Regions from separate parts of the Mus musculus genome. Here regions 2, 3, 4, 5, 6 and 7 are each linked to region 1. A link is a contact called in public ChIA-PET, Hi-C, HiChIP or PLAC-seq and promoter capture Hi-C data. All regions are on one chromosome and are shown on one strand. Each heading gives the region's core, a stretch centred on a gene start, on an enhancer-like site or on the middle of the called end of the contact. The rest is flanking DNA. Distances are from core to core; before and after follow the strand shown.

The links. Promoter capture Hi-C pulls out the DNA fragments that hold promoters and counts their contacts. A called contact is a pair of places that touch in the nucleus more often than the background predicts. ChIA-PET counts read pairs in DNA pulled down with a chosen protein or histone mark. HiChIP or PLAC-seq counts read pairs in DNA pulled down with a chosen protein or histone mark.
Region 2: an RNA polymerase II ChIA-PET map of memory CD8 T cells shows a contact between it and region 1, with 11 read pairs. The contact joins the promoter of A630001G21Rik here to the promoter of Armc9 in region 1. A contact is called at or near these places in 1 of 484 Hi-C or Micro-C datasets (CD4 T cells), 1 of 115 datasets of contacts at active chromatin or transcription factors (memory CD8 T cells) and 1 of 9 other capture datasets (pancreatic islet).
Region 3: a contact with region 1 is called in a promoter capture Hi-C map of pre-B cells, with 3 times the contacts expected there. The contact joins the promoter of Cab39 here to the promoter of Armc9 in region 1. A contact is called at or near these places in 2 of 39 promoter capture datasets (liver and pre-B cells), 1 of 484 Hi-C or Micro-C datasets (uterus) and 1 of 115 datasets of contacts at active chromatin or transcription factors (memory CD8 T cells).
Region 4: a Hi-C map of CD8 T cells shows a contact between it and region 1, with 4 times the contacts expected there. The contact joins the enhancer-like site here to the promoter of Armc9 in region 1. A contact is called at or near these places in 1 of 484 Hi-C or Micro-C datasets (CD8 T cells), 2 of 115 datasets of contacts at active chromatin or transcription factors (embryonic stem cells and pancreatic cancer cells) and 1 of 9 other capture datasets (liver).
Region 5: a contact with region 1 is called in a FOXA1 HiChIP or PLAC-seq map of pancreatic cancer cells. The contact joins the enhancer-like site here to the promoter of Armc9 in region 1. A contact is called at or near these places in 3 of 39 promoter capture datasets (the C10 cell line, HPC-7-derived erythroid cells and pre-B cells), 2 of 484 Hi-C or Micro-C datasets (LSK cells and regulatory T cells), 5 of 115 datasets of contacts at active chromatin or transcription factors (the 230-238 cell line, effector CD8 T cells, embryonic stem cells and 2 more) and 1 of 9 other capture datasets (pancreatic islet).
Region 6: a contact with region 1 is called in a promoter capture Hi-C map of neural stem cells. The contact joins the promoter of Tex44 here to the promoter of Armc9 in region 1. A contact is called at or near these places in 8 of 39 promoter capture datasets (the C10 cell line, HPC-7-derived erythroid cells, cranial neural crest and 5 more), 3 of 484 Hi-C or Micro-C datasets (LSK cells, cerebellum and regulatory T cells), 4 of 115 datasets of contacts at active chromatin or transcription factors (the 230-238 cell line, effector CD8 T cells, embryonic stem cells and 1 more) and 4 of 9 other capture datasets (adipose tissue, embryonic stem cells, liver and 1 more).
Region 7: a promoter capture Hi-C map of second pharyngeal arch cranial neural crest shows a contact between it and region 1. The contact joins the promoter of Itm2c here to the promoter of Armc9 in region 1. A contact is called at or near these places in 10 of 39 promoter capture datasets (the C10 cell line, the HPC-7 cell line, cranial neural crest and 7 more), 2 of 115 datasets of contacts at active chromatin or transcription factors (effector CD8 T cells and memory CD8 T cells) and 2 of 9 other capture datasets (adipose tissue and pancreatic islet).

Annotation. Positions count from the first base shown.
Region 1 is chr1:86,152,700-86,156,941 of GRCm38.p6, forward strand. It overlaps Armc9 (armadillo repeat containing 9), which reads left to right and starts at 2,081. Exons shown (of 25, transcript NM_030184.2): 1 at 2,081-2,144; 2 at 4,219-4,242.
Region 2 is chr1:85,734,191-85,738,432 of GRCm38.p6, forward strand. It overlaps A630001G21Rik (RIKEN cDNA A630001G21 gene), which reads right to left and starts at 2,416. Exons shown (of 6, transcript NM_177055.3): 1 at 2,282-2,416.
Region 3 is chr1:85,791,493-85,795,734 of GRCm38.p6, forward strand. It overlaps Cab39 (calcium binding protein 39), which reads left to right and starts at 1,949. Exons shown (of 9, transcript NM_133781.5): 1 at 1,949-2,329.
Region 4 is chr1:86,502,396-86,506,637 of GRCm38.p6, forward strand. No RefSeq gene overlaps it. Among named protein-coding and RNA genes, the nearest start is that of Ptma, 22 kb to the right of the region's middle. Within about 2 kb of position 1,851, at least 425 of the 459 cell types and tissues checked have an H3K27ac peak or open chromatin away from gene starts, as enhancers often do. A contact at or near this core is called in CD8 T cells, embryonic stem cells, liver and 1 more, where this site is marked.
Region 5 is chr1:86,446,659-86,450,900 of GRCm38.p6, forward strand. No RefSeq gene overlaps it. Among named protein-coding and RNA genes, the nearest start is that of Gm32700, 7.3 kb to the left of the region's middle. Within about 2 kb of position 1,858, at least 128 of the 459 cell types and tissues checked have an H3K27ac peak or open chromatin away from gene starts, as enhancers often do. A contact at or near this core is called in pancreatic cancer cells and pre-B cells, where this site is marked.
Region 6 is chr1:86,424,511-86,428,752 of GRCm38.p6, forward strand. It overlaps Tex44 (testis expressed 44), which reads left to right and starts at 1,819. Exons shown (of 1, transcript NM_027966.1): 1 at 1,819-3,539. The coding sequence starts at 1,861. The coding sequence ends at 3,453.
Region 7 is chr1:85,892,309-85,896,550 of GRCm38.p6, forward strand. Itm2c (integral membrane protein 2C) reads left to right here and starts at 2,202. Exons shown (of 6, transcript NM_022417.3): 1 at 2,202-2,481. The coding sequence starts at 2,356.

The DNA.
Region 1 (4,242 bases), core at 831-3,330:
AACCAACAAAATATTTACATTCATTTATCTTTGTGTGTCCTTGTCTGTTTGTGTACCATGCTTGTGCAGTGCTTGTGGTGCCCAGAAGAGGGCATCAGCTTCCCAGAAACTGGAGTGACAGTGAGCCATCAGAAAGTTATGAGAATGGAATCTGGGTCCTCTGGAAGCTTTTAACAACTGAGTCATCTCTCTATCCCTAAATTTTATTTTATTTATATACTAGTATGTTCATTTGGCTTGCATGTCTGTTTTCATACCTAGTGCATGCAGTACCCTTGGAGGCCAGAAGAAGGTATCAGATATCCTGAAACTTTAAGTGCAGATGGTTGTAAGCTTCGATGTAGGTGCTGGAAATCGAACCCTTGTCCTCCGGAAGTGCTCTTAACAAGCTATCTCTTTAGCCCCAGAGGGCTCTACATCATGTAGTCCATTCTGTCAAAGACACAACCTGGACAGTTAAGAAGATCACACACACACACACACACACACACACACACACACCCCACACTCCCGCCGCCACCCCAAGTGATTGCAATAGGGAGAGTCATGGCTCCATCTAAGACCTGCTTAGAGGAAGGGTGGGATGATTTTTGGTTGGGATGCTTTAACCCTCAAGTAGAAGACCCAGAAATGTTTATTCCTGACTGGTTTCAGGGAGTGAGTTTTGTTTCTAAATTTTACTAATCAACTAGGAGACACAGAATGGGTGTTGCCATGGGTAAACAAGAGGACCAGCTGCTAGCTGGGAATTGAGTTGCATGGGATTCATGAGGAAGAGTGGACAGTTTTATGGGTCCTTCCCAGAACACAAAAGATGAGTTATTTGGGGAAACAAGGGTGTTGACTGCAGCAGTTTTGCAGGTGCACAGAATTCTGGAAAAGCACAACAGTGTTCACCTATAAAACACAGAGCCCGCCTGTTATTCATCCTGGAGACACAGGAATCAATCAGAGCACCTATGTGACTCACTTAGAATGATGCTGGGCACAAATATGGCGTATTCAGCAAATAAAAATTATCCGAAATGTAAATAAAATTGGCTGTTCTATATTTCATCTGATAACACTTGGCACACAGTTAACTGAGAATACTTCTAGGGGAAATTATTTTCAAGCTATATTACCTGGACAGGACATAGGACATAGTACTCTCTTCCTAAATATAGCCTTAGTTAGAAGACATCCTAACTCAAAGAGCATTGACAGAGCAGAGAGCTCAGGAGACAGGGCCTCTGCCCATCCTAGAGCAGCTGCTTCTTCTTTCTTCCTCCTCCTCCTCCTTTTTCCTCTTCCTCCTCCTCCTTCTTCAAAGGCGAGGGCACCTCCCTTCTCAAGTCCTCTGGACAGCCTTGGGAGGCTCCCACCTCTTTTTTTCTGTATAGCCCTGGCTGTCCTGGAACTCACTCTGTAGACCAGGCTGGCCTTGAACTCAGAAATCCGCCTGCCTCTGCCTCCCAAGTGCTGGGATTAAAGGTGTGCGCCACCACGCCCCGCGCAGCTCCCACGTTTTGAAGGCCTGGAAAGTGGTACTATAGAGACTTCTACCACAAAGCCTCAGCACTCCGAGGGGAAGGGAAGGGTTTTCTCTGGCCTTAAGCACTGACTTTGGACCAGAGATTAAAGAGTAGTAGCTCTGAATACACGCAGGGCAGTGGGCTGGCCAGAATTCTGAGTAGTATTTAATGCACGCTCCTTTACTAAATAAATAGGCCCTGGAATCAAACTCCCTTCGTCCGGCTTGGAGGAAAGCGCCTTTAGCTCTAAGCCATCTCGCTGGCCTCCGAATCTGTTTTGTTTTACAAACCTAAATTCATACGGGAAAGACAAAAGTGTCTCTAATACTTCCCGGAAGACTCTGTCGTAGGTGAAAGTGTGGTGCTCGGATCTTACATAGGCAGATCTGAGTTATCGTTCGTCTGCAGTCTAGACTAAAGTCACCCGCACGCCACACGCCTGTACGGCCTCACTTCCGGTACTCACCACGTATGGTACCTCCCACTCTCCCTCCCAGGATGCTCCACGTCGTCTTCGCCCAGCAAGATTGGCCGAGTCGCCTCACGTGACTTCGGCTAGCGGTAGCGGTTGCCCGGGTGACGGCCGGCGAGCTGGCGGTCTGGAGGAGTGAGCGCAGAGCCCTGCAGCAGGTAAGCGCGGCCCTCCTTGCGACTGCACCCTTGACACAGCCCTGGGATCATTGCATGGAGGGCTCGCCTTGTCGGACCCGGTTCCTTCCTGGCCAGGGCCCGAGGCGGCCGCTTGAGCATCCCATTGCTTCCCCCCAGGAGCCCCCGACTCCGCTGCGCTGCGGTGGGGTGGACTTGGAGTGGCCCCGGGCCTTCTCGCTGAGCATCTGCAGCAGGATCTCGTGGCCTGGGGCATTTAGCGCTCTCTCTCTCTCTCTCTCTCTCTCTCTCTCTCTCTCTCTCTCTCTCTCTCTCTCTCTCTCTCTTTCTCTCTCTCTTTCTCCCCCGCCCCCATAGTTTATTAGTAGTCTTCCTTCCCAGCGCCCAGGACACTCTCAGACTTCACTGAATCTAAGTGGAAGCATGTTATTTGCAGGACAAATTCATCTTCTCCTTATCCAGCCAGCTGTAGGCCTGAATCTCTCGCTGATGGAGAGATGGCATCGTCACCGCATGCAAAACACTACAAACAGTTTACTTCTTTCTTCACAAGGTAGATCCTTAGCCCAGAGGTTGTTTGGTCTAAGTTAACTGAGCTAAGGAGACAGGACATCCATCCAACACAGAGGGTTCAAGGGTTGCTTTGAACTCACAAGAGATATACACTTGCTGACCAAGCCTGATGACTTGGAACGCCAGGAACCACACTTCGGAAGGAGAGGCCCAACTCCTGCACATTCTCCTGAAATATCAGCATAGATTTAATCCTAGCTCTGGAGAGACTGTGAGTTTGCCCATGAGATGGGAAACTGTGCTAGTTAGGGTTTCTCTTGCTGTGATGAAGTAGTATGACCAGGAACAGCATAGGGGAAGAAAGGGTTTATTTTGCTTAAGATTCCACATCTTTGTTCATCAAAGGAAGTGAGGCAGGACAGGATCCCGGTTGTGTGAGCCGATATGGATGCTAAGGCCATGGAGGAGTGCTGCTAACTAACTGGCTGTCATCTTATGTACATCCTTATAGCCTCCATGAACTCAGAATTCCTGGTACCCTGACACGTTGCCTTAGTCAGTGTGGTTCCTACCGTCCCCTTTCTTCAAACCATTACTCTGTTTCTAATGAGATGGTGACCTGGGATTCCCTGAATCCCTTTCCATCCAGCTCCAGGCCTGTCTGAACCAGGCTGTCTAACAGGCATCTTGGGGCTTAACGCCACACACAATGCTTGCCTTGAGTTATGAAGGGGATTCTGATGCAGGAGCATCAGTGAGAGGACATTGAAGTCAACCAGTGGGGAGTTCCTCTGGGAATCCACAGCACAGACGACTGGAGAGTAATGGGCCAGAAGAGGTGTTTTCCCAAGTCTCTCTGGGTGGGTACCTTTAAGCAGAGACCTAACAAGATGTAGATGTTTGCAGCAAGAGCATCAAATCAGACAGGACTGTGGTTATGCAGGTCCCTGAGGGCAGGTATATTGTGGGCATCAGGGAGTTTCCGCTTGGCAGTGTGGTTCAAGTCAGATGAGTGGAGAGCTACCAAGGGCCTAGAGAGATGGGCCTAAGGAGTCTGCTTCCATCTGTGGGTTCCCAGAAACACCTCCATGTGTGGGGGTCACAGGCATGTGTGCATGACACCCTTCCCTTGCGATTGCCAGCATATCTGGTGGAGAGCCACATAAAGAATTTGATCGGACCTCTACTAAGGGAACTCAGATGAGTGTGCCAGATTCAGGCCTTGGCAGCCTGTTCCTTTCAGGACAAGCTAGAGGACAGTGCTCTGCATCCCAGCTCCTGCCTTACCGCCTTAACTCTCGACTCTCTTCAAAACCTGAAGTGACCAGACCTTCTTTCTGCATCTTGTCACCTCTTCCTCAGGGACTCTCTTGCACTACTAATCCAGGCTTATCTCTGTGATAGAAGGACTGCTGATTAGTTTTCTTAACGCTACCTGTACCTTTAAATCCCCCTGGTCATGTGACCTCCCATTGCCCCACAGTCACAGGTCCTGGGGATTACTGTGTCCACCACAGCCACCCACTTGTGATTTCACAGTGGCTTAAATTAATCTTCGTTTTTTGTTTTTTTTGACTCGTAGAGGTTTCTGCTGTGAGAATTCCCA
Region 2 (4,242 bases), core at 1,166-3,665, 420 kb before region 1:
ACAACTGTATAGTTTTCACCTTTATAATCTTTGAACTAACAATAGGTAGGGGAACTTACCTGGGGAACTCTTTCTGGTTTGGTCCTGGCCATTTGTGTTTGTTTGTTTGTTTGTTTGTTTGTTTGTATAAAAAGCTTTTACTTGCCGGGCGTGGTGGCGCACGCCTTTAATCCCAGCACTTGGGAGGCAGAGGCAGGCGGATTTCTGAGTTCGAGGCCAGCCTGGTCTACAGAGCGAGTTCCAGGACAGCCAGGGATACACAGAGAAACCCTGTCTCGAGTCTCGAAAAACCAAAAAAAAAAAAAAAAAAAAAAAGCTTTTACTTTACTAAAACCAAAACTTGAGACTTTGAGACTGTGAATCTCTGAACGGCCCTGGACCCACACCTGCTTCCTGTCTGGAGTGAGTAGATGTCTAATTGCTCTTCCTATCCCTGCATCAAGAATTAATTAGTAATTAGTAGCTGCTGAGAGGTGGCATCTGGGGGATGAGCCCCCTTATAGGTCATCTGACCCCAAGTGGTTCTCCCTATACACACAGACATGGGAGCAACACTAGAGGAACTCAGCAGGCTGTGCACATGTATGTGCATGCATGCATACATACATACATACATACATACATACATACATACATACATTGTGTAAGTATAGCAGTAATAGTGAAAGAGGAAGAGGCCACTGCTTTGCAAGGGAGTGAAGGGGACAGTGAAGGGGACAGTGAAGGGGACAGGAGAATGGAAATGATGAAAACACAGTACCTATGTATGAAATTCAAAAGCATTAAACATTTCAGTTTAGTCTTAACATCCCTGCTGAAAACCCACTATCTATGCCTGCTCATGTATCTCTCTTCAGTCCATTTGTTAGTCCCCACGCCAGAGCACCCCACTGCCTTGGGAACTGCAGGTTTGAAGTGTTTCAGAGATGGAAAGGGTAACTCATCCATCTATCTGTATTCTTCCCTAAGACCGTTCTGGCTCTTCAGGGGCCCCTACAGTACCGTACGACTCTGAGGTTCAGCATCTCCATTTTTGTGGGCCGGAAAAGCCCAAACTATTAGAATATGGTGGGAAGGGCTGTTGGAAATTCTATAGTGGTTGTTGAATCAGTAATTGTTTTGGATAGTGTTGACATAGCTGGACAAAGGCAAAATGGGACCCAGTCGGAGCAAAGGCTTGGCAGATCACCCCAGCTTTCTATTCTGCTGGATTATAGCTTCTACCAAGAATCAGTCTCTCCAAAACAATGCTGGGTATTGGCAAAGAAAGATTTCCGGGGTCCCTGCCCTCCTCCCTCGATTAGGCCACGACTGGATGTGGGCAGGGCTGAACTGGAAAGTCAGGGTCTGAGTACACTTTTGAAATTTAACGATTTTTAACAGAAAAACGAAACCAGGAATTAAACTTGGACAAAGAAGTGCTAAGCCTTCATCCTAGCCCTTAGCTCTTCCTCTAGAAGCAGGAACTTGCTAATGTCCTTTCCTGAACGGTAGTTGGTCCATCCCAAACCACACTGCCGGTGCGATAAAAATGAGCAAACACATATAGACAGCTTCAGGGGCTAGCAAGTGGCACCTCCTCTGCTTGCCCCCCACCCCCACCTCCTAGCCTTACCCCCACCCCCGCCAACCACAACCCTACCCCAGGAGGAGCAGCGCAGGGCACTAAGGGGAAATCAGCAGTGGCCCCCTGGGGGCAGACTCCACCCCTTCCCTCCCTGAAGGATATGACCTCAGGCTGGGTGCTCCCCTGAGGCTGGTCCGTAAATGGCTCCGGTCCTGACCCTCTTACAGGAAGGAGTACAGGACATAGCAGCCCAAGTGTACCACTTTGGAACCCTTGAGATGAGCAAGGAGAAACAGCACGTGTTGGAGACTTTCTCTGAAAGCCCTCTTCTGCCTAAAGGCAGGTCTTTTGAGAGAATTCCCTTACAGCAGTGCTTCCCTGAGAGTTCCATAGAAGAGTGATTGTCTCATGCCAGGAGAGGAAGCTAGAAGTCAGCTCTCTCAGAGAAACTCTGTCTCAAGCCACCATCCATTCTATCTGTTTGTTTTCACCTAAAACACTTCACAGGCTGCCTAACACCCCTTCCCCTTCCAAAAGAATGCTTAAGCACCTCTCTTGTTCGTTAATAAGTTTGCTCTCTGTGGTGCATTAATCTGTCTGGTATCGGGCTATTTCATAGACTCATTTAAGGAGTCCTCTGGGAGTCAAGGCCTCCCTCCCTCCTCTCCCTCACTTCATCCCAAACACCCTTCCACCTCCTCCCCAGTTAGCTACCTTGGGTCTGGGGGAGTCCGCAGGGGACACCTTCAGCCTTCCTCACGGCGGGCGTCAATTGTGGTCAGTAGCAAGTACAGAAAGCAGAGCGAAAGCTAGGACCTCGATCTGGGGTGGGTTTAGGGAAAACTTTAGTGAAATTTGCATTCACTTCCTCTGTGTCTCCCTGTACCACGTTCCCTCTCTCGGGTCTCTGCAAAGTCTATCCTGACCTCTGGTGGTAGCACTTGGTTACTGCACCTTTAGAAATACAGGTTGAGAGGCCTTCAGCCTGAAACCACTTGGACCATAATCATATTTAGCTTTCCAGCTTTTGGAGATTTGATGATATTTGCTTTACACATAATGAAATATTTTGAAGGTGGGACCTGTAGCAGTTACTCTTCTGCTGCTCTGATAAAATACCACACTCAAGGCATCGTAAAGGAGAGTTTATTTGGGCTTTTACAGTTCCAGAGGGGTAAAAGTCCAACATGGCAGAGAATAGAAACAATCAGCCGCAGTCACGGTACAGGAACAACGGAGCTCGAATCTCTTACTGCAGGAATGGGGGTGGGGGACTGGAAACGGTGTGTGCCTTCGAAACCTCAAAACTCCGAGATGTACTTCCTCAAGGTACACCATGTCTAATCCTCCCCCAAACAGCACCTTAGACTGGAAACCTCACACCCAACCACCTAAGACCGTGAGAGAGGGACATTTTCATTCAAATCACCACACCCAGAAATGTCAGACTTCGTGGAGCTATCACCAAAATATTCCCCAGTAAGTGATCACCATGCAAGAGTACTCTAGAGAGTACTAATATAAAATTACAATGGAGCAAGTTGTTGGGGTCCAGGAGTCGCCCCACAAACCACAGAAACACCTATCTCAGTTAAACAGGGATGGCTTATTGAACACAAGACTCATCCGCCAGGACGACAGCTCAAAGATACACACTGGACATTTCTCAGGAGAGACTTATAACAAATAAAACTGCAAAACCCACAATGAGTTCACAGGCAGGACCTAGAAGTGCTGCCCAGTAGTCAGCCCTGACTCAAACCATTTTAGACATAACAGTTCGTATTGACCTTTAATTTGATGAGTCCTACCTGAAGCTTATAGTTGTGGAATATCTTAAGATTAGCAAACCTCTTAACGTACAGAACATAACAGAGTATGTGGTCAGCATGGCCCTGCTCTGAGGGGAGTCGTTTTTTCTGCATCAATAACTGGCAGGCACATTACAGCAATGATATGTCTTAGCTGCTTAGTTGGCTGGCATGGAACAAACTGGCCACAGCTGTGCTGGGGGCGGTAGGGGCAGCCTTACCAGAAGTATTAAAAAAAAAAAAAAAAAGCCTTTTCTAAGCCCAACCCTTCCTCTTGATCCCCTCCAGTCTTGCAGAGACTAAAAAGAAACAATGATACCAAAGAGAAGACACCAAGCAAGAAGGAAAAGCAGTTAGCCAGCTCCTCTGTGGCCCAGGTGATTACTAAACCGAGTCCTTTCTTATCACTAAATGAAACCTCTGGTGTTGCCAGGGACTTTAGCCAGCTCCAGCAGATGTGATAGTGTTCAAGCTATGGTGTCCGAATATGTGGGTGGCACCCCTGCAAAGAAATGCTGTGTTTTGCTAATACCTGCAACTCTGCCTGTGGGATTTTATCTGGCCAGCCTGGATACTGAAAGCTTTGAAGCAGTCCAAATGGGAAGTGCTGGGGTTTTCATGTAACCAGAAGCAGACCTCAACCAGGGAGGAACAGGACGGTCTTGGGTGAGCTTCATAGTTCCTCGACTCCTCTGTAGAAAAACTCTGATCTCTTTCTGCTAGTACTACTTCCTTATTTAAAACAACTTCCTTACAGGGCTGGTGGGATTGTTCAGTGGTTAAGAGCATTTGTTGCTCCTGTGGGAGACTCAGGTTTGGTTCCCAGCACCCACATGGTGATGCACAATCATCTGTATCTCCAGT
Region 3 (4,242 bases), core at 699-3,198, 360 kb before region 1:
CCCACCACTCCCAAGGGCTAGGGTTATAGGTGTGCACTACTACTATACCTGACTGACACATGCTTGAGCACACAGACACATACATATACGAACAAGATCACACAAATTAAAGGGGGTGGTGTGTTGAGACAAGATCTTGCCATGTGGCGCTAGAAACCTGGAACTCACTACTTAGATCAGGTTGGCTTCAAATTTACAGTCTTTGCTTTGCTAGAACTAGGATTATAGTGTAACAGGTTTCCAGACCTTAGCACAACAGATGCCATGATGAAAGTACCATTCAGGTCCTGAGACCCAGGATAGAGGCAGCAATACCTGCCAAAAACAAGAGAGAACAAAGACCTAATCCATCAAAGTCCATAGTTCCGGGAAAGTCCATAAAGGAACTAATCTTGCTTTTTGGCTTTTGTAGTTCTGCAACTAGACTGGATGACTGTTCTTGCTAACCGAGGTGTGACAAGCCAGGATATGGTTTTGTGTGTGTGTGTGTACTTAAAAAGGGGGGCGGGGAGAGCCATTGAGTTGTAAAATAAATAAATAAATAAACAAACAAACTCACCTGAGAAAGGCTCAGGACTATACTTGAACCCCAAACACCCAGAGTAGTCACTGGCTGGTAATAGAGACTTTCTATCGGCTTGAGCCCATGTCTGAGTGATCTTCTCTATTGTTATGGATACTTCATACGTGTTATCTTCTCTATCTCCCTCATCTTTGTCTCAGCTTTCTTTGTGTGCATACAAACTACCCACGACTGAATCCAGAATCTACCATAATTATAGTATAGCCTGAGCTATACCCCCGAGCCCTACTATAGGGTGTCAGCAACCCCCGTCTACTGTATTTGTGGAATTCCTCCGGCCCTTCACTCTGATCTTCATATCGCAGTAACAGTGATTACGACTTTTTTTTTTTGAGACAGGGTTTCTCTGTGTAGCCTTGGCTGTCCTGGAACTCACTGTGTAGACCAGGCTGGCCTCAAACTCAGAAATTCGCCTGCCTCTGATCACGACCTTTTTAAAACGCCAAAGCCTGGCCCTTTCCTGCTCCAAATCCTATGGATAGCTTGCTTCTCTCAAGTATTGAAGTTCTCACAGGAGGCTCACATCGCCTTGCTTCCTTCAGGAAACCACTTCCTTAGCACACTGTAGCTGTCCAAAATCCTGTCCCATTGTTAAGCATATAGCAAAGGAGCACACATGTAGCATTTTTGAGTTCCAGACTCTGTCATTAGATCTCTGTAATGCATTATTTTATTCCTCTGGGTGTGTGTTCATGGCACTTGTTTCTCTCTCTCTCTCTCTCTCTCTCTCTCTCTCTCTCTCTCTCTCTCTCTCTCTCTCTCTCTCTCTCTCTCTCTCTCTCTCTCTCTCTCTCTCTCTCTCTTTCTTTCTTTCTTTCTTCATGGAACTTGCTTCCCTATCTATCTATAGGCAGAGTTTTTCACACAGCCCGGGCTGACCTAAACCTGTGAAGTCTAGGATGACCTTGAACTCCTAATTCTCTTGAGTTCACCTCCCAGTGTTGGGATTACAGGCATGCACCACTAAAATCCACTTTGGAAAAAGTAGGATATGTACCCTTGTTGGATCTTGTTTCTTTGGAATATTTCATCACTTTTTTTCCCCTGTCAGGAGATGCCAAAGTGAAGTTACAGGTTCTGCCCAAGCATGAAAGAACCCATTTGAACAGTTTTGAGCCCTCCGCAGATGTAAAGTTTTAAGACTTGAGGAAGTGGACTGTGTTCCTCCAGGAACTAGCAAGTAAGGGGCGCATAGACGACGACTCCAGCTCCCCTTCTGCTTTTTCTCAGTGCCCCCAGCTCTTCAACTTGCCGGCGACTCAGGCGTCCCGAGTCCGCCCGGCCGTCCGGGGGCGCCCGAGTACGCAGAGGGCGTTGCGGCGCCGCCCGACGTCCCGCCTTCGGCGGCTGCGCAGTGCGCACGTCAAAGCCGGGCTCAGGCCGGAGCTGGGCGCGGGGCGCCAGGAGCCGCGCGGCCTGAGAGAGTCTGGGGCTTCAGTAGCCGCGCGAAGGCTGAGACAACCTCAGAGGCGAAGGCAGTGCGGGACCTCACGGCCACAGCCGCAGCCCTACCGAGCGCAGCACCGCGGCGGCCACAGCAGGAACCCCTGGGCCACCGTCCGCCCGCGCAGCCGCCGCCGCCGCCGCGGGAGCCCGTCGCCCGGAGCAGCTGCGGGCGGAGGACAACGGAGGGCCGGAGCGTCCGAGCCGCGCCGCGGGGACCGAGCGAGCAGCCCGAGGCGGCGGCGGCCGAGGACGGGGACGGAGACGAAGCAGAGAGGGAGCTCCCTGGCCCGGCCCAGCCCGGTGAGTGATCCCCCGGCCCGGCCCTGCTCGCGACGCGGACGCCCGCCGGCTTCCGCCCGACCCGCCTCCATTTTCCCGGGTGGCGGCGGCGGGAGCGGCCCGGAGCAGCCGGAGCTCCGGGCGCCGCCCTTGTCCTCGCCCGTACTAGGCTCCGGGGGCCTGCCGGCCGGGGCTACAACTAACCGGGGTAGAGCTGGCCCGGCCAGCTGTCACTCCCGCCGCTCCGGGGACTCCGAGCACCTAGCCCTGGGCTCCGCGTAGCCTCACTGTTAGCGGGACGCTGACACTATCTTTGTAGGGGACCTTTCAGGAAAATGCCTAACTGATTTCTGGCTAGGAATTGTGCGTTCGGCGCGTTCCCGGGTTCGGTTGGAGCAATCCAAAACGCCGACTGCGTGCCGGTGCCGGAGCGACTCCGAGGTGAACCCGGCCGGGAGGTGCCCTCCCCTGGGGAGCTTTAACGCGGTGATGTGAGAGATAAGACGAGTACACAAATAGCTAAGATACCAGGCAGGAGGGGGATAGATAAGTTCCGTTTAGGAACTACCAATTGCTAGAAAGGTGCTCCGGGGTGACTGGACCTGTCGATCGTTTCCGCCTTCCCACGAACCTGGGAGGCTTCCTGGGCGAGGCGGTGCTAAACCGGGTCTAGAAGACTCGATTGGATTCGGGAGAAGGGGGTTGCAGTGGAGAAGGGCGTGGAGGGGCAACAAAGCTGGAGGACAAAGGTACAAAGAGCATGCGAATGTTGCCAATTCCATCACCGGGTGCCGTGATAGGTGGGGTAGACTAAAGAGGCATTTGGAGTCAGATCTTTGAATGCTGTAGAGGAGCTGTTTGAACGACCTTCCACGGAAAACTTAGAACTCATTTTTCAGTGACTCATGAGGCCGGAAATGTATGCTAGGGCATATTAAAGGCGCTCTTGAGAAAGACAGGCGAGCAGAGAAGGCCACAGTCAGGACTTAGCATTGTTTCCTAAATATAATGCAGTTTGAGGTCGATTTTGACAGCTTCCGGGATATTTAAGTAAATCTATGTCCAAGCCAAGGAAAATACCTTTTGTAGAAAGTGTCACTAGATGCGTGCTTATCTGAAGTAATTAAAAGAGGTGCCTAAATTAACCTTCTCTACACACAAGGCATTTGCGTTGGTGAGTTCTCTAAAATTGCATCAGAACTTCTGGATCCCTGTGTTGGAATTGAACATTAAACTGTAGATTTATAAAAAAAAAAATAGTAATAAGAACTGAACTGTTAACAGTCTAGACAGACAGTTGGACACACACCATTTTTCTGGAAAAGTAAAAAATTTCTTGTTAATTTTTAGTTATGAAAATATTGGAGAGCCAGAAGTGAAAGTTTTTAAGCTCTATTTTACAGGTTTAAAAAAATTAGCAAGTAATTAGTAACTACTAAATGCTTACAATATATGATTTGTAAGAATTGCCTTAGAACTTACTATTGGTTTTGTAAGTGCTTATATGTACAAGGAAATCATACTTTTTTTCAGTCTTACATTTTTCTTTATCAAAGTAAGATCTAGCTGCTGCTGCTGCTGCTGCTGGTGGTGGTGGTGGTGAACGCTTTTAGCCTCTGCACTTTGGAGACGGAGGAGGGCCAGGCCAGGCCAGGCCAGCCGGCTAGATCACAGTAAGAGACTTTGTCTTTTTATTCTAATTTTTGTTTCTTAAAGTAAGACATACTCTTTGAAACATGGAAGCAGTAGTCCATCTCTCCTTTCTCCCCCACCCCATCCCCATCTTTTGAAACAGTGTAGCTCAGGTCTTCCAACCTGTCATCCTCCTGCATTGGGTTTCTAAGTGCTAGAATTACAAAATAGACTGGGAATTTTTTTTCTTTAAGTTTTCTTAATCTTATCACTTAGATTTTGTTTCTGTAAACATTTTTGCA
Region 4 (4,242 bases), core at 601-3,100, 350 kb after region 1:
CCTTCCCTCTGCCCCACCACTTAACCTAGAGGGCATGGAAATGGTGTGAGGAGCCCAAACCCCGGCTTCCTTCTGTTAGGGTTGAGGGGCTCAGGGATTATTCATGGGACTTGGCTTAGTTCTTACTGGCACCCTCTCCCTCTGAGATAGGTCAGGCGCTGAGGCCCACCCTGGCTGGCTGGCTGGCTGCTGGGCTCTGGCTCCTCGCATGCGTCTGGGCTCTGGTAACCTATGCATACTTGAGCACATTGCAGGCTTTCCCTTTAACAAAGATCCCTCCTCAGGATCCCACTTAATCTTCACAGCAGCCTGGAACACAACCCCACATCTCACTCACAGCTGAGGAACCACAGCCTTAAGGGGCTTGTGTGTGGCTAGACAGGCATACACATCTTATGCATGGAGTAGCCCTGGGGTTTAAAAAGAGCCTATTTGCTCTTACCCTCTTGCTCCCTCCCTCCCCATTCCCTTCCCCCCTCAGCACGTGGTCACGGCAAGCCTCTACTATTCTACTCTCTCCTCTGCCTCTACTAGCCTTTTAACTCCCCTCCGATGACCTGAATAAACTCTATTCTATACCAAAAAAAAAAAAAAAAAAGGCGTATTTTTTACAAATATTTACACACACACACCCACTATAGAGACCATGTTTAGAGGACAATTTCTGAGTTCTCTAACTTCATTATATGAGTGAGTCCTGGGGATCTAACTCACCAATTTGAGTCTCCCTGGCCTTCTCTTTCTTCAAGGAGTTTTGGTATAAAGTTCCTCCCCGACCGACCTCCACCCCTGCACCATCAGGCCCTTGGTGGCCAGCTGTGGAGAAACTGCCTGCCTCTAGTGGATTATGATCCCTGTACAAGAGGACTCTAGAGGACTGGTCACCAAGCCTGCAAGGTACCCTGACCTGAGTCCAGTTTTAGGTTCCTACCGGGAAGGGGGGGATGGTGTACGGGGAGAAGAGGGGAACCAGCAAGACCGGGCCCTGGGGCTCTTGAAGGATGGGGGTGGAATGGGACGTGCCTGGGCAGACGAAGTGGGGACAAAGAGGGCCCCAGCACACCTGGCGGCCTGCAGCCCGCGCCCGCCAACCCAGATTCAAAGTGGAGTAGAGGCTGTGATTGGTGGCCGGGCCCAGAGCCCCACCCCTCTCACCTCTTAAGCATCTGGGAAAGGGGAACCTTGTTGAGAAAGGCCCCTCCTCATGTTCTTAACCACTCTGCGGTGGCCTGGCTAGTAAAGGAACCTGGTTCGCTCTCCCTCGTGCCTCAAGCCTGGCTGGGGTTCTGGGGGTAGAGCTCCATCACTACTCTCGGACTTACAGGGCCATCCAGTCAGACTTCCCTGACTTGACTTTCAGACTATGGCCTCCTCCACTTCCTTGTCTTACCCTGGCCCCCACTCTTTGAGTGATCCCTGTTCTCTGGCCCTTCTCCCAGTACAGCCACCACCCTCGGGACAGCTTCCCGGGATCCGGTCTCTTCACGCGTGCACCCTGTCACTACAGTGGCCGTCGAGCTTCTCCAGGAGGCGGTGTCTGGAACTCGCTACACGGTCCTGACACCCCCTTCCTGCAGCAGGGAGGAGGGCGGGTAGTTTGGTACATAGCTCTCCGGGTACCGCAGGGATGCAAGCCCAACGCCTGTGTAGGCGCCCTCGCGGGTGCAGATGGCCGCCTACGGAGCAGGTCCGCACAGGGGGGCCCGGGGGCGGGGGAGTTGCTAGGAGCTCAGATTTCGGCTTCGAGGGGCGGGGCTGGTGCCGAGGCCGCAACCAATCCCGTCTCGGCCCGGACTCCCCACCAGCCGCCAATCACCGTTCGGCCAACCTTCTGCCCGCCGTGTCCTTTGTTCCCGCTGGCCCGGTGGCAGCCGCGGGTCTCCGGCCGTAGGACTTCCGCCCGCGCGGACCAGGCCATGTGCCGCGTAGCTGGGCCCGCTAGGGGGCCTCCTGGTCTCGCCGTCAGGTGGCCTGTTCGTGTCCTTGCACACAGTCTCATCTGCCCTGAGTGGTTCCGGAGGGTCCGGACAAAGCGTTTTGGAAGGCGGGCTTTAGTTTGGGGCGGGGAGGTAGGGTGGCGGCGGCACGGAGGAGCACGGGACCTGGGCAGAGGTCCAGCTCTGGCTCCACCTTTCCTTCCTCGCCCTCAGCTGCGCTGCCTATGCTGGCGGGGTTTTCCCATGCACAGCTCTCATATCCATCCGCCTGCGAACTCCTGGCCGTCTTTGGTGTGCATCCTGTGACGTTCCTGGAAGTCGCAGGTGCCTCTCGCAGGTCCTCTTTTGTCAGAGAGTCTAGGATATCCTTAACTGTGACCCACTCGGTTACCTTGACCTGGGGATCACAGATCAAGGCAGGGCCAACCCACCGTGGAGTCTCAGGCTTTCCAAACTTCAACAGCATCTCTAACACGGCACTGGCGGCCTTGGTTCCTCCTGAGACTTGGTTCCTCTCTCTCTGACTAAATTGGAGCCACCGTTTTCTTATCTGCAAAATGGGGTCGATTACAGTGTTGTCACCTTTATTGCTTTTTTTGGTTTTGAAGACAGGGTTTCTGTGTATAGCCCTGGCTGTCCTGGAACTCGCTCTGTAGACCAGGCTGGCCACGAACCCCACCTGCCTCTGCCTCTGGGTGCTGGGATTAAAGGTGTGCACTGTTTGCCTCCACACATCTTTTGACCAGGCGGACTCCTGTCCTCTGCTGAACAGCTCGTGTTCCTCCGGCTCCAAAACCTGGGCGTTGACAACGGGCTCTCTGCCATATAGCTCTGCCTGCCTTTCCTGTAGACGGGTAGAATTACTTTTGTTGAAGCCTTTACTAGGGGTCTAAGGGAGCAGCAGGTCATCTCCACGTGTCCCCTTACAAAGATGTGGGGCATTGAGCACAGTCAGGACAACAGACCCGGCGGCAGTTTGGCTCTGCAAACATGCTCTGCAAACAGGCATAAGGGCGAGTGATACATGCTTCTTGCCTATAGCCGCCTTTTTGACTTTGCTTTGGTTCCTTGCCCTCCCTGGTTCCTATGGTGTCCCAGATGGATTAATATCACCAAATTGAAGGAAAACTTAGGACCAAGAACAACAGGAGCTGCCTCCCTCCCTCTCAAGGATTCCCCAGGGCTCTAGCTTCTAAGTCATCTTGGGGGGTGGAATTGGAGGAGCCAGTTGGGAAGCATTGCAGGGAGGAGCAGGGAGGGCAGAGAGATTGACAAAAGAGGCCAGCTGCTGTTTGTACACAAGCCCTAAGTTGATAATGAGTGAAGGGGTGGGGGAAGGGACAGGGTGATGGCTTGGCTGGGGCCTCTGCCAGCTCAAGAGGCTGTCCAGAGTATGACTGGCCCACTGCTGGCCCTCCCGCTCTGGCCAGTGCATAAATCTGCCCACAACACAGTGCTAGAAGCCTGGGGCTGGGTGGTGGGTAATGAGTATCTGTAGCCAGAGTGCTGAGACCTGAAATCAACCACCAAGAGGAAGGAAGGAGGAGGACCCAGCACAGGGTCCTTAAAGAGCTTGAGTGGGCCTGGTGGTGGTGGCTCACGCCTTTAATCCCAGCACTTGGGAGGCAGAGGCAGATGGATTTCTGAGTTCAAGGCCAGCCTGGTCTACAAAGTGAGTTCCAGGACAGCCAGGGCTATAACAGAAAAACCCTGTCTTGAAAAACCAAAAAAAAAAAAAAAAGAGAGAGAGAGAGAGAGAGAGATCGAGAGAGAGAGAGAGAGAGAGAGAGAGAGAGAGCTTGAGTGGGCAAAATGGCTATCCTTGGACAGAGAGGCTGGACACTCCTAGGGGAGAGCCCAGGAAGGGTCTTCTGTCAGAGCCTCCTCTGGAGCAAAGGGGGCAGAACTGGAGTTAGGGAGGCCAGGAGATTCCTGCTTCTACCCAAGCTGACAGGAATGCCAGGCAGGCCCCATGGTGACCACTGGTAAGGGCATAGATCAACAAACAAAGGAGGGCTAGAGGGACCTGGGGAATGAGGAATAATAGGAATGGCACTGCCACTGGCTACATGCACATGAGTAATCCTGGAAGGGACTGTCTTGTATCCCTACTCGGTGCCAGTGTTCACTGACCTTTAGGGTCACCGGTAAAGATCTGCCTCATGGCCATGTGGGCTGGAGGGCACAGCAGCCAAGCTGAGCGTACGCGGGCATGTGCTCCTACAGGCAGCCCTTGTACACAAGTGTGTGCATTCCAGCCAGCCATCACATGTGCTGGCTTGGCAAAGCCCCCTGGAGCTGGGAG
Region 5 (4,242 bases), core at 608-3,107, 290 kb after region 1:
TATAGGTATGTTTATTTTATGTATATGGGTGTTTTGCCTGCATGTACATATGTGTACCGTACCATATGCATGCCTGGAACCTGTGGAGGTCACAAGAGGGCACTGGTTCCTCCTGGAACGAGAGTTCAACCACTTCGTCTTTGAATTCCCAGTTGTCAATCATAAGGCTAGTCATTTCCCACTATGTTCCTACTGCCTACTGACTAAGTGCCAGGTCTCCTGTTAGGTGTAAGATGCGGACAACACAGAATAGCATGCTTCTTGGAGGCCAGTAGTCTGATGACATCACCAGAGATATGGACCCACCCTCTTCACACAAGACCAGGCCTCCTTGTCCTTATTTTTCAACAGGACCCACAGCAGCCGTCAAAGGTCTCTGTTTATGAAATGAATGCTTGCCGTGAGTTCAGGCAGGTGTTAGGAAATATACAAACTTAAAACATAGCCCCCCAGTCCTACACATACACACTATATATATATATATATATGTGTGTGTGTGTGTGTATATGTGTGTATTTATATATATATTATATATGTGTGTGTATATGTATATATATTATATGTATGTATGTATATATGTATGTATGTATATATATATATGAGCAAAAGCCACAAAGTTGTGGGGGTATCTGATTTAGTGATGTCCCCTGAACTTGACATTCTCGTCTAAAGAGGACATCGGCTGACTTGGCTTACCTGTCCTGAGCGGAGGCTTTGGGGATGGGGTGCTGGGATTAAGCCGAAGCTTCAGCAGCCTGTGATGGTTAATGTCGGCTAGCGTTATATGTTGCAGTCAAATGTCTGAACTGGGGGTGGGGTGGGGTGGGGGGAATCCTGTGCCAGTGATCACAGATTTCAGCATCTGATTTATCTGAACCTTGGAGGACTTTTGCAACAAGGTACAAAGCAAGTGCCCTATGGGCACATACAACTGGGCTTTATTACCCTGAACCCTGCTGTCCCCCACTATCTAGAGCTGATTACATAGGCTGTTCAGTGACTGTTGATAGTCCCACCCAATAGGACCTCAAGGAGTACTGCCATGGAAAACAGCCCACCCCGCCCCCACTTCTGGCCATCATAGGCAAACCCGGTGAACCCTGTGTTCATTTCTCTGGGTAGTCCCCTTTTCCAAGAAAGGGGTACAACTCTTGCCCAGCGCCCCCAGCTGAGGAGCCTGGAACTTGGCCAGGGTTGCACCGCGCATTCTCATTGGCTCCATCGCGGAAGGGTTTTCTGCTCGGGCTCAGCTCTGCACCTGGGGCCTCCGCTATCTCCACTCAGAATTTCCAGGGCGCTTGAAATCCGCCAATGGAAAGCCCCCACCCAGCATCTGGGCAGCGAGGAGAAGGCCTCCAGGCACCTCTCAAGTCTGACAGGGTTCCTGGAAGACTGCCTGGAGTTTTGCTTCCTTCTCTGGAACTTGTTTACTTCAGCTTGCAGTCTCTCCCCTGGGGCTGGTGGGAGCCTCATCCCGAGGGCAAGGGAACTTGTATATGTGTTTGTTCCTCCACTCCAGTTTGCTCTCCCGGTCTTCTGGGCAGAACCCATGTTTCCTTCTCATTTAGGTTGAAGAGAAATATCCCAGAACATGTGGGGAGTGGAGGTTGGGAGCATACAACTGCCCTTTCCCCTGTCTAGAGTCTAGAATGTCCCAGATTCTGTGAAACCCTCATTCTCTCACTTTTCTGTTGAATCCTCGAGATTTGGTGACTCCCAGCTCTGATCTGACCTCTAGGCCGAGGGTGGTGTTTCACTCATCCTCTGAGACTTGGCAGGCCATTCTAGAAGGACGACTGGGTTACACTATTTCCTTGGGGCCCCTGGCTTCAGTACAGGACACAGCTCACGGGCTAATGCACTCCTCTGCAGGCTTCTAGCAGCTGGGGAGTGATTCATGATGCTGAATGCCAGGGAGGGAGGGAGAGAAGAAAGGAAAGGAAGGAGGGAGAGAGGGAGGGGAGAGAAGGAAGGGAAAACTCTTTTTTCCTCCATGCTGGGTTTTGAACCTAGGATGTTAAAGCTTGCTAGGTAAACATTCTGCCACGGAGCCGCATCCCAAACTCTCTTTATCTCTTTTCAAATTCTTTTTTTTTTTTTTTTTTTTGGCTTGGTTTTTGTTTTTTGAGACAGGGTTTCTCTGTGTAGCCCTGGCTGTCCTGGACCACACTCTGTAGACCAGGCTAGCCTCGAACTCAGAAATCTGCCTGCTTCTGCCTCCCAAGTGCTGGGTGGCTGCCTGGCTTCAAATTCTTAAAAAAAAAAAATTATATATATATATATATATATATATATATACACACACACAACATACATACATACTATGTAGCCATCTTCAGACATACCAGAAGAGGGCATCAGATCCCATTACAGAGCCACCACGTAGTTGTTGGGAATTGAACTCAGGACCTCTCTCTTAACCACTGAGCCATCTCTCCAGCTCCTAAACCCCCTTTTCAAATTCTTTTTCTTAAGTTAATTTTTATGGGTATCTGGCTTTCATGTATGTCTGAGCACTGTTGGATAACCTGGGACTGGAATGAGCCACCAGGTGGATGCTGGGAATTGAATCCTGGTCCCCTGGAAGAGCAGAAAGTACTCCTAACCACTGGGCTATCTCTCCAGTCCTCTTTGCTTGTTTGTTTTTTGTTTTCTTAAGACAGGATTTCTCTGTGTACCCTGGCTGCCCTGGATCTCACACTGTAGACCAGACTGGCCTCGAACTCACAGAAATTGGTTTGCCTCTGCCTCCTGAGTGCTGGGATTAAAAGACATGCCCTACTACCACCTGTCCTTTTGTTGTTGTTGTTGTTGTTGGGGGGGGGGGGTGCTGTACAGGATCTTGGTGTAGCTCTGGCTAGCCTTGAAGTCCCAATGTAGACCGGACTTGCCTCTGCCTCCCAAGTGTTAGAAGAGTAAATGTGTGTGCCAGCATGACCTGCAAAAACTCTTTAAAAATCATTATGATAAAGAAAGTTAAAACTTTTGGTGGTGGCACAACACACCTTTGATCCCAGCATTTGGGAGGCTTGGCAGGCAGATCTCTGTGAATTCAAGACCAGCTTGTATACAGAGAAACCCTGTTCTGGAAAAAAAAAAGAAAGGAAGGAAAGAAGGAAGGGAGGGAGGGAGGGAGGGAGGGAAGAGGAGAGAGAGAGAAAGAGAGAAAGACAGGTAGAAAGGAAGGAAGGAAGGAAGGAAGGAAGGAAGGAAGGAAGGAAAGAAAGAAAGAAAGAAAGAAAGAAAGAAAGAAAGAGAGGGAAGGAAAAGAAAAGAGAGAAAGAAAACCCAGCCAACAAAGTAACCCACGGGAACCATAAGGCAGTCGCACTCCTCCATCCCCTCAGCACAGGTGACCGTTTTTTTTCTGTTGTTTTGCCAGTTTTCCTGGCATTGTTAGAGTAGAAAAAGCTCCTAGTCACAGAAATAGAAGCTCTGCCCTGAGTGGAGACCCACCATTCCAGTTGGGCTGGTTCAATCGCTTAGCTGGGAGCCTCCCCCTAGGGAGGCAGGCTCACCTCAAGCCCTGCTGGAGATAGGTGGAATAATTAGTCCTCAATGAGACACTGCACTTTTCCTTCTGTCCTACCCCCTGTGCAGAAGCATCCAGGCCACACCCACGTTGGTTCCATCTGCCTGTATAACCTTTCTTTTTCTTCTCCCTCTCTCTTTCCTAAGCATGCTTCCACACGTTGCCCCTTCCCCAGTATTTTATTCTTCCTTACCTCTCTCCCTGCCGAGTGACCACATGTCCACCATGTGTCTGCCCTCCATGCCAGCCTCTTCCCCTTCTCTGTATTCTCCTCCTTCCAGCAGCCACTGGTGCTCACAGCTGTCCTGTCATGGGGGTTTTCTTTTAAGGTTTAATAAAATTGTCCTTGTGTGTCCATGAGTCCAGGCTTAAATTATCTTATGGGACTAAGAACCCCTAAGGGGACCCTTTATCAACACAACTGCTCCCATCAGAGCTGAATGACTATGGAGTTGAGGGAAGCACACCAGGTGGCTAGAAGGTAAGACCCTATGGCCACTGTGATGCCACAGACCAGTAAACACAGGCACACACACACACACACACACACACAGAAGACATCTGCACCTCGTTGCTGATACCACTCTTGCCCTGACCTCTCCATGAAAAGAGGTCAAGCTGAGGTCAAGTATAAGGCAAGGTAGGTGCCCAACCCACCTGTTCCTCATGAAGGATGCTACACAGGCACCAGGTACACAAATGGTGCACAG
Region 6 (4,242 bases), core at 569-3,068, 270 kb after region 1:
GACCAGGCTGGCCTCAAACTCACAGAGCCACCTGCCTCTGTCTCAGGAGTGCTGGGATTAAAAGCTTGCACCACCACCACCTGGCCCAAGAGTATAATTGCATTTCTTCTCTCTCTCTTTCTCTCTCTCTCTCTCTCTCCCTCTCTCTCTCTCTCTCTCTCCCTCCCTCCATCCCTCCCCTCTCCCCTCCTTCCCCCCTCCCCAAAACTGAGTTCTCCATGCTAATGAGGTACCTAGAGGCCTGGAGGACTTAGCCAATAAGCTTCCCTTCCCAGACATTCCTCCCTGCAAAAGGTATTTAACCTCAGGTCCACCCGGAGAAGTGGATACAGTACACATCCATTTTCCACCATGAACAGCCAATAAACTGTTTAGAACTGTGGACTGTCTCTTTCAACAAGAGCCACAGTGGGGAGCCATGGGGAAGGCATTCAACTACAGAGCCGCAGCTTAATTCTCCCATAGAAGGTCTCTCTGTGCTCTCAGCCACAACTGCCACCAAGCCTGCCTCCACCAAGCTAAGGACAATATCACCCCCTGGGACAAGCCGGAGCTCCTCCCCCTTCCCCTCCCCCCACCCCAGGCTAGACACTGTCCCCAGCCCACAGCCCGACTCTGTTTTCTGCTCTGCTGAAACTCCCAGCGGATGTCTAAGAGTCTGAGAACCCCACGGCCCAGGCCTCGTTGCAGGCCCAGGGACCCCTGAACCAACTCCAGCTTTTTCCCACCCGGGAGGTGTCTCAGCCCCGGCAGCAGTCACAGTGGCGGTGGCATGGAATAAAGGCAGTCAAACTCCCAGCGTTCCGCTTCCCCAAGAGGCTGTGCCTAGCAGTGGGGCAGTCATGGACCCACAGCCTTGCCCCTAGGAGAGAAGATATAAACATAGACCCAGTTCTCCCTAGGGATGCTGGGGTCCCTAGGGGCATCATCAGATGGTTGCATCTCCTCTTATCCCCAGGAGCAGGAACTACACCTAACCTGGCAACTAGGGTGAGCACAAACACACAAATAGAACCATCCACTCCAATGCTGGGGATGGAACCAGAGCATGCTGGGCAAGTGCGCTACACTCAGCCAAACCCAGTCCCCGGCTACCTTCTTCATACAGTGGGGTTATCTGGGGACCAAGCTCTTCTTAGGATTGCCCTGGAGTCTGTACCCATTAGTGGTGCCCTGCCCTCCCAGCCCAGATGAGCAGGTAGATTGTCCTGTGTCAAAAGGTTAACTCTAGCACTAAGGATAGCCAGCCTAGATGCCGCCCAGGCCCTGGCCTCCACTATTCCTCCTCATTGCTAGAAAAATTACCAAAGAAAGACCGGCCTGAAAGAAAGAAATTGGGGTCCTGAAGTAGCCCAATAGAATAGAGAGATGGTGGGAGGGATAACCTGGTATAACAAATGTCTGTAATCCTAGCTCTTGAGAGGCTAAGACAGGAAGATCAGAGTGGGAGACCAGCCTCAACTACATAACAAGAGCACTGATCCCCTGTCCCCAAAATAAGTTTAAAACCTACTAATTCAAACTCAGCATTACCTTCCTGTATCATGCCCCAAAGTACAGTTCCCGAAACCACTCACAGCCCTGCGGCTGCATCTGCACCTACCTACGTATCTCCATCTTAAACCAAGACAGTTATTCTTCATTTCCTCTGTACCCACTACTCTGGCTATGCAACACCACCTATAGTCAGCTCGCCAGGACAGCCACTCAGCAGACTCAGGACATTCAGGACCCTTGCTCTACAAGTACCTGTGACATCATCAGCTGCCCACAACCTGCTGTGACCTCACCACCTGGACAACTGAGCCTAGCAGGGCCAAGCCACTCCTTCCCAACCACCATAAGTAGCAGGGGGCATAGATGACCGCTGAGCCCTTGGAAGACCCTGAAGCCAGCAGCAGTTCTACACATGATCTTCCCGAGGCCTCCTCGGACAACACAGCTGATGAAAACTCTGCAGATTTACCCGGAGAGTCCGAAGGACCAGACTCCCTGCCCGATGACGTCCCACCAGGAGACATCGACGAAGTGCTAGCTGAACATGATGTAGATCAAACCTCTGAGGCGAAAGCCATCACCACAGAGCAAAATGAAGAGCAGGACTTCATTCGGACTGATACCTTCATGAGACAAGATGAGGACCTGCTCTCCAAGCAGATTTCCACCATCACGGAGAAAAATGTAGACCAGGCGTACATGCAGATTAACACAGTTTTTGAGCAGGATAAAGACCAGGCCTCCATACAGACTGCCACCTTGATGGGACAAGATGAAGACCAGGCATTTTTGCAGATTGTCACTTCTGTGGGACAGAATAAAGATCAGGCCTCCATACAGACTGCCACCTTGATGGGACAGGATGAAGACCAGGCATCTTTGCAGATTGCCACTTCTGTGGGACAGAATAAAGATCAGCCCTCCATGCAGATGGACACCTCCATAGGGCAAGATGTAGAGCCAGCCATCTCCACAGATACAGCAACTTCTGCAGTCAAAGATGAGAGCCCAGATATTCCACATCAGGGCCAGGACAATCCTGAAGAGACCACATCTTTGCTGCCCCAAGACCCAGGTATCCTGCAAGTGTTTGTGGGTTTCCAGAACCCAGTGTGGGACAGGCTAGCTGAAAACAACCGTACAAGTCGGAGCCGGACGGTTTCCCCGAGTGACTCCCAGACCCAGGAAAAGACACTGGGAAACCCGAATGTTCCAGAAGGGCAGCCAGTATTAGTTCCAAATGCTGACGTGCTATCTAACCTGCCTGAACATGTCCAGACTTCGGTGGGAGCTGCTGACCCACCCCCTTCCGATACCAGTGGTCGCGACCCAGAACCCACGCCTACCACCAACTCGGCCAAGCAGGAAGCTGAAGGGTTCAAGGCCTTGAACCCTGGGAGCAAAGCTAGATCGCCAGGGCTGACCAGTGAGGATTCAGCTGCTGACTCAGGTATCCCACCGGATCCACCTGACCCAGGCTCCCCAGGTGGCAGCCCACCCCACTCTCCAGATTTCTACCAGGTGGCCCTGGGCAGGAACCTTCTGGACCCCAATCTGTATAGACCTGATGTGGAGAACGACTACATGCGCTCCATGACCAGCCTGCTGGGTTGTGGAGAGGGCTCCATCAGCTCCCTCACAGACATCCTGGTGTGGTCAGACACAGCCACACGCATGGGTGTGGCTGTGGGCATTCTGGCCTCGGGCTGCAGCTCTCCAGCTGACCGGCTACAAGACGAGGGTCCCCGCCTGCGGACTGTCGCCAGCCTCTTGCGCAGCGCCAGGTCAGCTTTCTCCTCTGGGGTGATGTCTGGAACTGGCTCAGCCCTGCACTCTGTCACGCACCTGCTGGAGTCTGTGGAGAGACGGACTATGGAAGGCATCCGTTCAGCTATGCGCTACCTGGCCCATCATCTCACCTCACGCTGGGCCCGCACTGGCCCCAGTGGTAACTAGACCAGCAAGCCCCCTACTTCTTCCCCAACCCTGCACTAGGTAACTGTCCCCTGCCTTTCAGTAAATAACCACAAGCGTTTATTTTCTAAGCTCTGCCCTTATCCATGCAGTGGGACAACAGGGTAAAAGGACCGATGGGGCCCACAGGTAAACCGAGGACATGTACCTGCCTGTTGCTCAGCCCCATGCCCAAGCTACCGATTGAGGTTTTGGAAGGTAGGAGAGGGTTTGGGGGTAGAGGGTACAATATCAGGCCTCACAGGAGGGATGCGCACACACTTAGGCTGGCCCTAACAGAACACAGCTGTCACTTAGGCTGTTGTGAAACACAAGTGACATCCCTCCTAAGAATGAGCTTGTGGTCTAAATGCGATGGAGATTTAGGGGAAAGGGCCTGGGATAAGTACAAACATAAACTCTGGGAGATACGGGCAGAGCTTGTCTCATCAAACAGCAAAGGATCACCAGGCTGTAAAACTGCATCATTCCAGTTAGACATAAACTGTGTTTAACTCTCCTGGCTTCTCCAGGGCAAGGCCTCTACATTTCTTCTTGTTTTTTGTTTTGTTTTGTTTTGTTTTTTTGTCTTTGTTTTATGGGTTCTTTGTTGTTGTTGTTGTTTCTTTGAGACAGGGTCTCATTATGTTGCCTTGCCTTGGCCTGGAGTTTGCTATACCAGGCTGGCCTTGAATTTACAGATATCCACCTGTCTCTGCCTCCCAAGTGCTGGAATTAAAGATGTGTGCCACCATGCCGGGCTACTTGTATATTACTGTAATTCCAAGGCCT
Region 7 (4,242 bases), core at 952-3,451, 260 kb before region 1:
TGCGAACTTACTCAAATTACAGTGGTGCCTGTGGCAGACTGGAGAGAAGAGTAGGGTCTTGTTTACTGAGGATTCTCCACAAAGCAGACTCTAGGAGTGACCAGCTGCATCATCACAGCCTCTTTCTGGGACAGCCCAGAAGACATCAGGGAAGGGAAATCGTCATAGCGGGCAGGACTTCAGGCAGCGCACTAGGTTGTACGTTTTGTTTGGGAAGAGAAATGTCCAGATATGTGCTTGTTCACTGGCTCATGGGCTGTAGCCAATGGATTGTCTGGACAGTGAGGGATCTGAGAAGTGCATGATGGAAAATTAGTGAGAAAAAAACATCTGGGGAAGAAGTATGTGGTTAGATCTCTACAGAAAGGCAAAGGATGTTGTGGGAAGCCACATGTGCCATTGCAGAGTGGCACTGACTACTGCTGGCCACCATGCATAAGTTTGGACAAACAACCAATGTGTACATATGCAGTAAAGTTTTTTGCAAAGACACTGCCTGGCCCGGACATGATAATGAGGCTTTGAGAGTATAACCAATCAGATGTGAGACATGCAAATGAGGTATGATAATGAGGCTCTGTGAGGTACAGAGAGAGAGAGAGAGTAGCCAATCAGATGAGGAACATGCAAATGAGGCTTAGTGCATAACCAATCCGTGTGTGAGACACGCCTCTTCTAGGCCTATATAAGCAGCACCAGTTCTGGGCTTGGGGTCTCTTCACCTCTGCAATCAAGCTCTCCCAATAAATGTGTGCAGAAAGATCCTGTTGCAGTGTCGTTCTTGCTGGTCGAGTCCGGCGCGTGCAAGAGGATGTGACATGCCTGTGTACTATGTAGTGCTCATCAAAAGGTGACTTCAGCAGGGGAGGAGTCCAGTATTCCAGTAGACAGATGGCCCGTTCTGTGGACAGTCAGCCTCTTTCCCCAGCCATCCCTGTCATTGTCCAATGGGCCTATGAACAAGCGGCCATGCCGATAGAGATGGAAACTATACCTGGACTGGCAATATGGACTTCCACTCATTGAAGTGATCTGGTAACAGCTGCAGCTGAGTGCCAGATCTGCCACACCAGCAGTGACCGTCACTGGCCACCATTCCCTGAGTTGGCCAGCCAGCACCCTGGTGGCAGGTCACCTACATTGGACCGCTTCTTTCATAGAAAGGGTAGTGCTTAGTCCTTACCAAAGTAAGCATCTACTCTGGTAATGGATTTGCCTTTCCTGCATGTAATGCATCTCTCTATTCTCTCAATTCCTGCAGTGCCAGTGGCCTTCGCACCATTTACATCTTTTACCATTATACATTTTACCATTTATATTCTACTGCCTTAAGCTATGTATCTCCTGGACTGCCTGGTTCATACAAGATCTAAACCGAGATACAATGGTCTAGTGCCTAAGGCAACTCTGTCCAAGCCGTGACAGGTAGGAGAGGGCAGCAGAGCCTACTGGACTGTCCTCAATACGCCAGCAGAATGCTCGGCCCCCATTACCAGCACCTTTGTAGAACTGACGCCAAGCACGGCAGGCTCGGTGCTATCACAGCCTGGATTGGGAACAGCGAGGAGAGATCTAGGACTTTGTTGTCAAGAGATGGCCCTGCAACATAAATCTTGGCTTCTTCCTAATACCCGGTGATACACTGCAGGAGCAGAGTCCTGACTGGAACCCAAAACCTCTGGCCCAGCCCCCCGTAATTCTTGTCATATTTTCCAGTCACGATTCCACTCCTGCAAGGTATTGTAGGTCTTATGCACCTCAAGTTACCCACCTCCACTCCCTGAAGGTTTTGCAGGATGAAGGATAGAGAAAGATGCATGGTGGAGAATGAAGGCGGTGGGGATGGATTTAGAATTCAGGATAGAGGCAAGCAGTTAGGCGTCTGGAGTTGATGCCCCTTTCCAGCCTAACACATGTTGGAGGAGGAAAGCTTAGAACAGTTAGTTACTCTGCGTCTTCTCTCAACATAATCAAAGATATCGAGGAGGAGGGAGATGCAGTTTGTTAGAAGCACGTTGCCAGGCAACGTCGTGTTAAACTACATGTGAGGATGCTAGTCATGGGCAGGGAGAAGGAAGGGGTCCAAGCTCTTGCGCGACGACTGAATGAATGAATATAAGCAAGAGGTGGAAGGAAATCTCAGCATTCTTCAGCTACAGTGCTGCCCGGTGCAGTTCGGCGCAGGCGTCAGGTCCTTCCTTGGAAGGCGGGGCGGGACGCGTTCGGGGCGGGGACAGAGGCGAGGACTCCGGAGCCATCCAAACTTCCGGTGCCTGCGGCGCAGCAAGAAGCAGGCATTGCGATCGAGGTTGCACTGGCAGGGGCTGCAGGGAGCAGGCGCAGGTCAACGCAGCCATGGTGAAGATCAGTTTCCAGCCCGCGGTAGCGGGCATCAAGGCTGATAAAGCGGACAAAGCAGCGGCGTCTGGTCCGGCCTCGGCATCTGCCCCGGCCGCGGAGATCCTGCTGACGCCGGCGAGGGTGAGAGGCTCCGGGTCTCAGATGGGGGCGGGGCGGGGGTGGGGGGTCATCGAGGGACCTAGGCATTCCCCAGTGGCCGCCACGACCAGCGGTACCTCAGAGTCACGAGCGGAAGCGGGATGAGAGGTCTGAAAAGGCTGCTCCATCCGCATCTGGGAAAGGGTCTCAGGACCTTCCCCACAGCGGTAGTCGAAAGCAGAACTGGTCCTTAAGTGGGAACGCACACAGGGTCTTTTCCAAAAGTGGGGGCTTCTGGGCGCGAAGTTCCAAGATAAGGGAAGGTGGCGGACCCATGAAAGTTTGGGGAATGTTGGTGAAGGTTTGCGTCTGGTTCCAATCAAGGGGCAGGGGCCGGGAAGCCAGTCCCCGAGTGGGGGAGGGGAGGAGGGTTGAACGTAGTTTCCCCCAAAGCGGGGCCGGGAAGGGGGGAGGTGATGAGGCCTGATTGGTTGGGGAATTTGGTTGGGGAATCTCTGGTTAGTAACGAAAGGGAGGTGCCATTGTTTTGGTCCTCAAATGGGGTCTGTGGTGGGTGGAGGTTACTGTTGGAACTGGCAGACCTAAGTCAGTGATGAGCCTTCTCCCATTTCACACCTGCGGGCCCTACTTCTTAGCTCCTTCTCTGGCTTCCAGCTACGTTGTTACCATCTGCTGAGTGGGCTCCTTACTGCCCCAGTGCCCTAGACATCCCTATAGTCACTCAGTTGGCTTTGTGTGGACTGGCCTTGGTGTGCCCCGCCTTCCCCTGGCTGAGGGGATCCAGGTCATTTCCGCCATGGAAAACTATGCTATGTGGAGTGTGTCGGGGAGGACTCGTGGCAGTCACTGACTGGAAGGACTGGTGACGGAAAAGCGGACCCAGCCGAGTTTCATTTTGCTTCAGTAAGGGTGTTTTCATGGCCACTGTCACACGCCCCCCAGCGGTCCTGGGGCGCACCAAGCCGGGCCTTTCGATCCAGACCGAACCTAAAAAAGCCCCTTCCACTTCCTCCTCCCGGATCAAGTTTTGAAGCTCTGATTCTGCCTTTGCCTGGGCATATATGAGGAACTCGTGGGGAATGATCTGGAAGAGGGGGTCATGCAGTGGGCCAGTCTGAGCAGAAACGGTGATGCCAGGGACTCAGGCAGCTCTGTTCTAGTCACTACAGCACCGAGCAATTCAGACACCAACAAGAATTCATTGGCCAACCAGGTGGGGGGGGTTGAAGGGTGTCTGAAGCCTAGGTGGAGAGGGACACCCCATACTTGACTTTGTTTTGCAGTTTGAAAAGTTTGCCCTGGGGTTAAGTTTCCTTATTACTTCCAAGAAGGTCCCTCCTCTCTTCTTCTTAGTCTGGATATGGGGGCCCAGGAACTGATAAGTGGCAGATTGTCTGTTGGTACCCAGTGAAGATATAGAACTGGAACCCAGCTGCCTAAAGCCATGGGTCTAAGGGTGATCTAAGGAGCCGGAAGGACTAACTTGAACAACTCAGGAATATCATTATCGCCCCCTTAAGAAGGAAGTCCCAGCAGAGTCAACGTTGACAGGGCACACACTAGGGCAGCTGGCTGATGGATGGTGTCGGATAGGAGGGCTGAGCCCAAGGGTGAAGAAATTATAATTTTTCTCATTAGCCTTGGAAGACTTGGTTATATAAGTCTAGGCAATAATGTGACAGTATACAGATTAACACAAAACACATACTAATAACGAAGAAACCAGACAGAGACTATGAGCCTCAAAGGACCAGGCAATTGATTTTTGTGTAGTAGAAGAGA